Linked DNA regions of Mus musculus: region 1 is linked to region 2. Evidence: chromatin contacts called from public Hi-C data. All regions are on one chromosome and are shown on one strand. Each heading gives the region's core, a stretch centred on a gene start, on an enhancer-like site or on the middle of the called end of the contact. The rest is flanking DNA. Distances are from core to core; before and after follow the strand shown. Region 1 holds the start of Zfp28 (zinc finger protein 28). Region 2 holds the start of Tfpt (TCF3 (E2A) fusion partner).

What was found. Hi-C and Micro-C count contacts between places; a contact is called where the count stands out from the background.
Region 1: a contact with region 2 is called in a Hi-C map of B cells, with 6 read pairs. The contact joins the promoter of Zfp28 here to the promoter of Tfpt in region 2. A contact is called at or near these places in 2 of 39 promoter capture datasets (cranial neural crest and pre-B cells) and 1 of 484 Hi-C or Micro-C datasets (B cells).

What each region holds. Positions count from the first base shown.
Region 1 is chr7:6,381,897-6,387,306 of GRCm38.p6, forward strand. It overlaps Zfp28 (zinc finger protein 28), which reads left to right and starts at 1,422. Exons shown (of 7, transcript NM_175247.3): 1 at 1,422-1,705; 2 at 2,279-2,370. The coding sequence starts at 1,498. Zfp78 (zinc finger protein 78) reads left to right here. Exons shown (of 5, transcript NM_001025163.1): 5 at 1-709.
Region 2 is chr7:3,627,089-3,632,800 of GRCm38.p6, forward strand. Tfpt (TCF3 (E2A) fusion partner) reads right to left here and starts at 2,841. Exons shown (of 6, transcript NM_001290381.1): 1 at 2,464-2,841; 2 at 1,740-1,998. The coding sequence starts at 2,486. It overlaps Prpf31 (pre-mRNA processing factor 31), which reads left to right and starts at 2,897. Exons shown (of 14, transcript NM_027328.4): 1 at 2,897-2,968; 2 at 3,470-3,654; 3 at 3,757-3,817; 4 at 5,580-5,663. The coding sequence starts at 3,478. It overlaps Gm15927 (a long non-coding RNA gene), which reads right to left. Exons shown (of 6, transcript XR_003946711.1): 5 at 5,110-5,407; 6 at 3,983-4,315.

The DNA of each region.
Region 1 (5,410 bases), core at 172-2,671, 2.8 Mb after region 2:
TCTCAAACATTTTATATAAAGAATATTCTGCTTGCTCAGCGGTAGTGACACACACTTTTAAAACCAGCCCTTCCAGAGGCAGAGGCAGGCAGATCTCCGAGTTCGAGGCCAGCCTGGTCTACAGAGTGAGTTCCAGAACATCCAGAGCCACACAACACTCTCTCAGATGATAACTGAATGACAAAAATAGGCAGCTCACAGTCCTAAATGGGACATTCTTGTATACCTTCTCAAGGGTCTGGGAACATCGTATTAGACGAAGGAGAAAGAATGTAAGAGTCTGAGAATGGCAAGGAGTGCTGTGGAATGGTTTTGGGCATGTTGTGCTCATGAACTCATAGAAACTGATTACCAGCACAAGATTGCTGGTAATTACCAGCGCCGATCAATATTATAGCCATTGATAGAGGAAGGGCGTACCCCTCCACACCTAGCTGAGGAGCTATAAGCAAATGATGGCAGCTGAGAGAGTGGGAGTCATTTTTCTTTGGGGATGTGGCCTCTGGTAGATTGTTCATGTCACACTCCACTGGTATACTGGTAGGCGGCACTAACAGGGCTATATTTAAAAAAAAAGTGTGGTGGGGTGGCAAAAGGAATGTGGAAGTATTGGGGATGGTTGGGAGAGGAGATGTGTTGGATATGATCAAGATACAGTATATATACATGTATGAAACCGACAAAGAATAAACTGCGCTCCCCTCACCTCACCCCGCTTCCCCGTTTCTCTGTGTAGCCCTGACTGTCCTGGAACTCGCTCTGCAGATCAGGTTGGTCTCGAATTCTGAGATCCGGCTGTCTCTTACTCCCGGGCACTGCGATTAAAGGCAAGAGTGAACATATTAAAGAGGCACCGCAGAAGAAAACCTGGGGAAACCTGCAGACCTAAAACTTGGTAGTACATACAGAGGGGCATTTTGAACACTAGGCACTAAAGTCGAGGTGGTCTAGTGGAGAGGTGAAGATTGCAATGGCAGCAACTGAATCCCAAACTGAAAAGTACATGCAACCAGAACCACTGTGGACTTGCCAAAAGCCCGCATTGCCCCAGCCCAATTCACAGCATCCTCCAACTCCCCTTCCTCCAAACAACCTCAAATCGCGCGCCACTAGCCCTGCCGCTGCACTCGTACGCTCCAATTGTCACCAGGACTCCCAGAAGCCTCTGAGGAACTGTTTTGAATTTCGCGGGACTCGTGTTTCCGGCAGGGTCCCGCGGTTCTCCCACAGGGTCTTGTAAAAACCAGCTGGGCTCTAAAGGATTTCTCCGCTGGGGACTACACTTCCCAGGGGGCCTTGTGCTCAAGCAAAGTCCACTTCCGGTGCGTTCCGGAGGAACTGCCTGAGGGTCCGATCTTTTAGGGCGGGGTTGGGCAGGGCGAGGGCGTGGCTGGCGAGGGCGTGGCGGGCGTGGGTGTTGCCGGGGGTGTGTCCCTGAGCAGCGGCCTTGAAGGGTGTCTGCAGCCTGGCTAGGAGAGCGTGCGCCCCTCGCGTGACATGCAGGGAATGGCGAGTGTAGTGTCATGCGAACCCTGGGCCCTCCTGGGGCGTGGCGCCCTCTGCACAAAGGCCAGGCCTGGTGGAGGTCCGGCGGCGGGGACTGTAGTTGCTCCTGGGAGCCCCGACCGGGGAAGGCCGCGCTCCAGGAACAGCCTGGCCTCCCAGGATCAGCAAGGAGCAGTGACCTCGGGGACCGCGCACAAAGGTGAGTGTCATGTTTCTGGGCTGAGTGGACAAAGATGAATCTATTCTGGGTGTGAAGGAAGGGTAAGGTCCGATGGTTCTCGAGGCCTTGGTGCTGGAGATGGTGTCTCTGGGCGCGTGATTGTGATGGTTAAATAACCAATCCTCGAAAGCTCAACTTGAGGCAGAGAAGTCAGGCAGAGGTGCTGGAGGGACGTTGACAACTACAGGGTCAACTTAGTTTAGACTTGTATCCATGTCAATGCTTCAAGAAATGAAACTCCCAGTGCGACAAGAGATGGCTTAGCCATTGTACTTGTTCCTCTTGCAGAGGTTCCTAGCACCCACATAGTGAGTCACAACCATCCCTAACTCCTATTGCAGGGGATAGAACATTCTCCTCTGAACTTTGTGGGCATCAGGCACACACACGTGGTGCACATATATTCATGCAAGTAAGACGAGAAAAGAGACAACCTGATTCCACATCCTACCCTGTCCTTACTCCCGCACAGGGTAATAAGGGTTTGGCATCTCTGCTCATGCACGGTGTAGTCTCGTGTAGATTTGGTGTCTAGTCCTTCCTTTCCTCCAGCTCTGTTTTCCAGAGATACCAACTTCCTCCAGGAGATAAACCGCAAACAGGAAGCTGCCCCTACAGGGACTAGACATAAAGCCAAGTCGCAGGTGAGTCACATTTCCTCTTTGCTTCCTGAAACAGTCTTGCCTTTTCAATACTTAATGGTGTTTATTTTCTGTGAAAAGTTTTCAGTTTAAGAGACCTGTCCTGGGTGCTGTTTCTTCCTACTCCGGTGAGTGATGGGCTACAGGGCTAGCTTCAAACTGATTCTCTTTCCTTTTCATCCCAACTGTTCCTTCTTGGTTGAAGAAATGATTCATCCCTTTCATTGTCCCATTTATCTCAGAAGGGTTTTTTTGTTTGTTTGTCTTTTGTTTTGGATAAGGTCTATCTACATAGCTCTGGCTGCCCTGCAACTCACTATGTACACTATATAGACTAGGCTGGTCTTGAACTCACAGAACTCTGCCTGCCTCTTATGAGTGCAGGAATTAAAGGTGTTTCCCATCATATTCTTCTGATTCTTATGTTCAGAAACGCTGCAGTGCTTCCACCTGGTTTCTATGATGCTCACCTTGGAGGAGAAATATATTGTGGTTAAGGCTTGCTTAGGGGGTTGAAGAGAGGGTTCAGTGGGCAAGAGTACTTCCTCTGGAAGCACAAGGACCTGAGTTTGAATCCCAAGTGCCTGTGTAAGAAGGGAAGTATGTTCCTGTAGACTGGAATTTCCAAGCAGAGGCAGATACATTTATAGAGCTCTCTGGTCAAGTCAGCTTAGTCAAAAATGTAAACTTCTAATTCAGTGGGAAAACCTGTCTCAAAGCAGTAATGCAAGGAGCTCAGCATTCTGGTTATGACAAGAACACAGGAAGCTGGACACTCATATACAACACACACACCCCCCACAATTTTTAACTGGGCTGGTGGGATGGCTCAGAAGTAAACTACTTGCTGCCAGTCCGGACAACCTGAGTGTGATTTCCAGGAGCCTCATGGAGGAGGGAGAGAGCCTGAGAAGTTTTCCTCTGACATTCACACACGTGCCTGGACACACATACAAATACACACATATAAATGTAATGGGATTTATAAAACTAATTTTAAATTGAAAAACATTTCTTGATCTCAAGGAGCCCACAACAGAAAAATTCACAGAAAGTCAAGGCATCGTGCAAGAGTCCAGTTTCCCTACCTTGGGTCTGGGATGCCCTCTGTCTTATTCCTTTGATTTTGAGACAGGGGCTCACTATGCAGTCTTGACAAACCAGGGACTTGCTATGTGGACAGCTTTGAACTCATGGAGATCTTTTTGCCTCTGCCTTCCGAAGGCTAGAATTATCCTTATGCGTTGATCTCGTGGCTCTGTGTTTCTGTGATGTGTGTGTCTACTCCTTTCTCTTCTGAATGCCAGAGAGTTCATTGCTGGTCAGATCTTGCTGCTCTTTTCTCAGAAGTCCACAAGGTGTCCTTGAAGAAAGGCCCCATCCCCAAAGGGACTGAGCAGATGTCTCAGACATGGTTCCTCATTGTATCTCTGACTTCTGCCTCTCACCTTCATTCTCTTTGTTTCTGGAAAGTTGCCTTCACATTTCATGATCAGAGCCTTTAAAATCTCAAATATTGGAGCTGGAGAGATAGGTCTGTGTTTAAGAGTGCTTGCTGCTATATCAGAGGACCAAACTTTGGAACTCAACACGGAAGTCAGGCCGCTGACAGCTGTCTGTACCTGTAGCTCTAGAGGATCTGATGCAGACTTCTGGCTTCTGCAGGCACAGGGCATGTGTGTACACACACACACACGGAGGAGGAGAGAACATGAATGTAAACGAAAAAGGGAGGAAGGATGGTATGGTGTGGGGGCATGGTCTGTTGTCTCAGGCACTCAGGATGCTGCAATATGTAGTCTCAGTAGCACCTTGAGCCTAGGAGTTTGAGATAAGCTAGGCATCAGAGTGAGATTTTTGTTTCAAGAAGGAAAATAAAGCTGGGCAGTGGTGGCACACACCTTTAATCCCAGCACTGGGGAGGCAGAGGCAGGTGGATTTCTGAGTTTGAGGCCAGCCTGGTCTACAGAGTGAGTTCCAGGACAGCCAGGGCTATACAGAGAAACTCTGTATCTACCCCCCCCCCCCCCACACACACACACAAAAGAAGGAAAAGAAAAGTAAACATTGCCAGTTACAAGAAAACATCCTGCTGCTTTTTTTCTCCCTTGGGAGTCATGCAATTCTATTCTCCTTGATGGTGACAAGGTAGTAACAAATGCCAGACACACTGAACGTATTTGTCCCATTGGCCCACTTAAAAGTGGCTCACAACCATCCATAACAAGATCTGACTCCCTCTTCTGGTGTGTCTGAAGACAGCTACAGTGTACTTACATATAATAATAAATAAATCTTTAAAAAAAGTGATTAAAAAAAAACAACCTGTTTTAGGATGAGCTTTATAACCTGAAAGTTTCCCATCCCCCCATTTTTAAAAAAAAATTCTCTTTAAAAACTATAAAATTATTCTGTTGTGGTGCCACTTAACATGTAAACAATATTGCTGTATACACAATGTGGCTTTTCATATTCCCCCCAAAATAGGCCATCATCTTCTCTCATTCTCTCATTCTCATTTCTAAAAACAGATTTTTAAAAACATAAAGATGACTTGGTTTGCTTAGTAAAACATATCTGCAAAGTATCTGAAGATCTGAAGGAAAAAAATTAAGTACAGTATTGATCATCCAGAGTCATGAAGTTGGAGCTCTAGGACTGGGGCCTGTGAAAAGCCTCGGGGAGACCGTGTGAGAATGAATCCCTGTACAAAAAGTCAGCTGTAGTCTGAGCACCAGGATCTTTCTTGCTTGCTCTCTCTATTTTGAAAGAGAGTATCTTTTATTTACTCTTTGTCCATTCTCGGTGTGTAAAAAATGTACCTTGAAGATAGCCTCCTCACCCCCTCCCCCACACTCACAGCTTTTCCTTTTTGTGTGTGAACATCCTGCTGTATCCCGCTGTATCCAGTTAGTGCAGTCTGCTGGCATGGGACTGCTCTTGTTGGCAGTCAGTTCTGTTCTTTGTAACAGGATGCTACAACAGGCAGGATGTTGAGAGCCAAGAAGCATCCATTTTAGGCTAGGTTCTTGCGTGCGCGCTG
Region 2 (5,712 bases), core at 1,591-4,090:
CTATTCATCAGCTGTGTGGATTCTTGCAAATTACTCAGCTGAACTTTGGGTTTGTGCACGTGGAATCTGATCTTAGTAGGGGGGAATTAAGAACAGAGGCTTAGGGGATGGAGCAAGAGCTCAGCAGTTAGGAATGCACACTTTGGGGACGGGAGAGCTGGAGGGATGGCTCATCCATAAAGAGCACTGGTTTTTCTTCCAAAAGATCCAGATTCAATTCACAGTACCCACATAGTAGCTAACAACCAATTTCAACTACAATTCCTGGGATCTAATAGCCTAGTTCAACCTCAGTGGGCACCAAGCATGCACATGGTACATAGACATACATGGAGGCAACCTCTCATAAACATAAAATGTGTATGTATGTATGTATGTATGTGTATATCAGTCAATCTATCTCTCTATATCTATATATACACACACATATACAAACATATATATGTATACATAAACAAACATATACTGTATGGAGAGAGCTTGCTTCTCTCTCAGAGCACCAGATTTCAGATCTCAGCATCCGCACTAGGTAGCTTACAAACACCTGTAAGTCCAGCTCTCCCCTTCCTGAACTCTGTTAGTACCACACTTGCTAAGCAGTGTTTAGAATCCCTTCCCAATCTCCTCAGCCTCAGCCTCTCCCTTTCCAGGACTTGCACACACCGTGTTTCAGGATGTCACCCACACCCAACAAAGATTTGTTGGAATCCTAACCCAATACTTCAAAAAGTGAGCATCATGCAAACACAGTAATGCCAGAAGCAGCCATGGCTCAACAGAAGTCACTGGTGCAGAGCCCAACCTGAACTTTGTCCTCATGAAAAGGAGAAACTGAGACACTGCCCTCCACCCCAGCCCTCCTATCACCCCCCTCCACCTCCTGTCTGTGCACTAGTTTCAAACCCCTTGCCAGCTCCCATTCATCCAAAGCGCAAATTCCAAACTTCTTCTCTGGTGTTCCTGACTTACTAAGACCTACTTACATTCTGCCCATAGCTCCTTCCTCCTTCTTACTAAGGAGGTGAACTAAAGACTCACGCGATGAGTTAATCTGAGAAAAGAAGGACCCAAGTGAGGTTCAAGAGGCAGAGTAGGCAAGCCTGGAGGTGCCTTAGGTGAGAGGCTGTGAATGAAATCTGAGAGTCACCTGTGACATACCAGAGGCAGAGTATCTGATGCTGTGATGGTTATTACTGATTTTTCAACTTGACAAGATCTAAAAATCACCTAAGAGACAAGACCCTATGCATGTCTTTGGCATGTGGGTTAATTGAGGTAGGAAGATCTACTCTAAATGTGGGCAGCACCATATCATGGGCTGGAATAAACTGAATAAAAAGGGAAAGTCAAGCTGAGTGCCAGTAGTCATCTCTCCATCTCTCTGCTTCCTGCCTATGGATGCAACATCACCAACTGTCTCATGCCCCTGACACTGTGTCTTCTCTGCCGCCACAGATCCTTAAACTCCAAGTCAATGTAAGCCTTTCCCCAAGTTGCTTTTCCCAGGTCACAACAAGAAAAGTAATGAATATAAATATTCTGGAAGAGACTACTTAGGGTGCCTGGCACAGACTTAGACCCACATGGATCTGTTCACTTGTTCAAGTACAAAAGGAAAGGGAAAAAGAAGGACATGAGGAGGAGGAGGAGGCGGTATGAGGAGGGGGTGGTGTTGGCATCGGCAGCGAGGCGGCAGTTCTGGCGAGAGGACCCCCAAATGGGAATCCACACTTACCTACCTGCTCGATCTCCCGGCAGCGCCGACCTAGTGCCTGGTACTTTCTACGATTTAGTTCCCGCTGGCGACGCCTTCGACCCCGGGCTGCCTCTTCCTCTTCATCTCGCTCCCGGAGTCCTGAATCACCCAGACCACCGGACACAAATTCCACTTCTGTCTCTAGCTCACTTTCTAGGATGTGGCCACCAAACAGGGGAGGCAGAGCCAGCTCTGAGCCTGGTGGCGCTGAGAACTCTTCAAAGCCCACGGCTGCCATGGTCCTGTAGGGCCAAGAAGTTTTAGGAGCCTATATTCTGGCTCTCCAAGTCCCTCCCAGGGGGACTTAGGTCCAGGCCCCAGCCTGGAGCCCAGATCCTAGCCCTCTCCTCCATCACACCCAGCAGCCCAGACTCTAGCCCTCCTCCCTCCTACCAAGAAGCCCAGACCCTAGCCCTTCTTGGTCACTGCCAGGGATCCAGGCCCCAGTCCTCGTCCCTAACAATGAGGAATCAGACCCTAGCCTCCTCCCTCAGACTTTGGAGCCCACACTCCAATCTCCTTGCTCTCAGATCCATAAGAACAGCAAATTCCAAATCTCCCCTACGATGCTCCAGTACTGCCTCCGGTTCTCCCACAGAGATTCGAAAAGAAAGCAACTGCACGAACTTCCCCATCGTCCCTGAGAGCACTACAGCCGATCGTTGCTGTTTTTGGAGTCCCCGTTTACACAAAGCTCAGCTACTCACCCCTCTCTCTGTTCCAACTCCATTTCTCTGGTCAAGAGACACCTCAAGCCTCAGAGAGGTGGAGTCTTGCGCAAAACTACCTCTCCCATCAGGCCTTGCGACACAGGAAAACTGGGAATTAAAGTTTCCTACTCTGCCTTCGTTTGCACCCGACTCCAAATTGCGGCTTGAAGCCTTCGGTTTATCCTCTAGCGCCTGCACCGATCGTCCACGTTGTCACCTTCTTTACTCCTGTCTTGTCGCAGTGTCGACTAGCCAAAGCGAATCTCTGTTTAGCAGGCTCAATCCACGGCGACGTACGACTTCCCCTAGCCCTAGAACCCAGCACTCCCGGTCGCCGTCCCGCGAGGCGGCTGCTAATAAAGTTGTTGTCCAAACGCTGCCGGAAATGTCGTAAACGGCCAATCAAAACACAGATTTATCGGCGGCAAGTAAACGTCATCAAAGAGAGCCGAAGCTCTGGGGAAGCAGATTTCTTGGAAACGATTGTGAGAGGATCGAAGCGGTGAGTGTGATGGAGAAGAAGGGATGGCCGGAAGCCAAGCTACTGGAGGAGAAAGTGTAGCGGGCGACTTAAATCATAGTATAAATAATAATATTAAACGTATGGAGCGCCTTAGAACTAATATTCAAGACGTGAGTGGATCACAGCATAACTTTAGGCTGAAATATGGCACGTGGGCCAGACGGGTGGAATGAAAGAACTGAAGGCAGGGTGAGGGAGCAAAGAGCCGGGTTAGGCAAAGATGAATAGTTGCTCAAAGACCCAGAGGTGTGGGGAAAAGTTGCCAGGTCAGGTGGTACCTGGAGGGATGTGCTGTGTTCTGTGTGGGTAGGAACAGGAGACAACCTCCGTGAACTAAGCAAGCTGTGGAGCCTGCGTGCGGCTACAGGAGCTGATGAAGAAGAAACTTAAGGGGATCCGGGAGAAGGTGCTCCTTCTGGTGATATGAGTGGACAGGGTCAAGATGCAGTATTAGGGAACCCCATTCTCCCTTTCCCATAGGCCTTGGGATGTCTCTGGCTGATGAGCTCTTGGCTGACCTCGAGGAGGCAGCAGAAGAAGAGGAAGGAGGAAGCTATGGAGAAGAGGAGGAGGAGCCAGCAATTGAGGATGTACAGGAGGAGACCCAGCTGGATCTTTCTGGAGATTCAGTCAAGAGCATTGCCAAGCTATGGGACAGCAAGATGGTGAGGTGGCACCCTTTAAGTCAGCGTTCCTAGGGAGGAGTGGCCGGAGAGCAGTTCTTTCTGAGAGGCCTAGTTTCTGACTGTGCTCTCCTTCCTCATCAGTTTGCTGAGATCATGATGAAGATTGAGGAGTATATCAGCAAGCAAGCCAACGTGTCGGAAGGTGCCTCCCACCCTCACTTTCCTCTGCCCATTCTGACTCCCCGACTCTCTTGCTCCTTATGGTTTTATCACCAAGTGTCTCCCTCCTCAGCTTTCCTCAGAGCATTCATTCTTCTTTTTTTTTTTAAATCCAGTTACTGACCCTCTGAAAACATACTGCATTGTACCCAGACATGATATGTGTTTATATCTCACCACTTAGGAGACTGAGGCAGCAGGTACATGAATGAGTTCAAGTCCAGTCTGGTCAGAGTCAGCCTGGGTAAAACCCTGTCTCAGAAATAGGTACATTCATGGAGTTGGAGAGATAGTTAAGAGTATCTGCTGCTCTTCCAGAGGTCTTGGGTTTAGTTCTTAGCATCCACATGGGTCATAACTATCTGTAACTCCAGTTCTTGGTGATCTGACATCTTCTGCTCTCCATGGGCATTATATATATATTATGCACATCAGGCAAAACGCATACATACATTTTTTTTAGAAGAAAGTGAGACAACACCTATGTTTAAAAAAAAGGAAGAAAGAAAAATAAACATGCATATTGTACTATAAAACTGATGTGTTTTCTAATTGTGAGAAGACTTGTCTCTGGGTTCTCTGAACTATAGGACCTTTTCCACATCCACAGACAGGGTGTGTACACATGTATGTACGTATATTTTTAAATATGGAGACAAGGTTTCACTCTGAAGTTCAGACTGGCCTAGAAGTTACTAGGTAGCCTATAGTGGCCTTGAACTCTCAGCAACCATCCTTTTTCAGCCTCCTGAGTGTGAGGCAGAAGCAACCATGCCCACTCTGTAGTCCCTACAGAAGGGACTGACTAACCCTGCATTGGGTCAGGGAAGAAGTGCCCCCTGTTGGAATTTGAGTACTTGTGCTAACCCTGGGGAAGGAACAAGGGCTGTTAATTCACTGAGTGATGGGAGTCTCCCAGCCAGCTTCTACAGGGATTCCAAGTGGCAGGCAGAGAAACTTCTTGTTCCGTAAAGCCAAAGAAAGTCACAGAACGTGACTGCCTGATGTCAAGTTTGATGAATCAGGTCTGCTCATGTCAGGTGTCTTAACTAGTGGGGGAAGTGGACACAAAGCCTGTCTAGCAGAGGTGGCCCAATTCATGCAGACTGTCACCCTTCTGGGGTGGAGGTGGGGGGTTGTTTAATGCCCTCAGAGTTTTAATGACCTAAAGGGACATGTGAGGCCACATTACTCAATACCAATTTAATTGTCTATGCATAAAGTGTGGTTTCTAGAAACAGACTTAAGGAATGTCCCAGGGAGATGGAGCAGTACCTGTGAAGGCAGGAGGAGTGAAATAGCCTTGAGTGCCCGGTGGCGGCTGGGAGGATGGAGCAGAAAAGCAGAAAGGATAATGCTGTAGAGCCAACGAGTCACCGGATCTCACTGAAGGGACTCCTGTGCTGTGTGCACCAAGGTTGCAGGTGTGGGGAACGTGGACCTCCATCTGTATGGGAGACCTTGAGTGCCAGTCTGAGGATCTTGCTCGCTAGCCTCAAGGCTTTGGGAAGCTATAGGAAGGTTTAATTTTGGAGCAAGATGAGGTCAAGACCAGATTGACCCAGAGGATAGACTGCAGGAGAAAGATGAGAAGCAGGAGTAAGGCTCCTGGAGAGGAATATAAGCCTCAGTGAATTCTTCAGCCCTTATGTAGCCCCCTCAGCCCCTCCTTTCTGATTCCATCCAGCCTCCACCTCAGTCCCCAGCTTCGTTCCTCCCCCATCCATATCCCTTCTTCTTTGTAGTGATGGGACCAGTGGAGGCAGCTCCTGAGTACCGAGTCATTGTGGATGCCAACAACCTGACTGTGGAGATAGAAAATGAGCTGAGTGAGTGATGGGAAGGGCTATGGAGACACCAGTATCCTGTGCTCTTCAC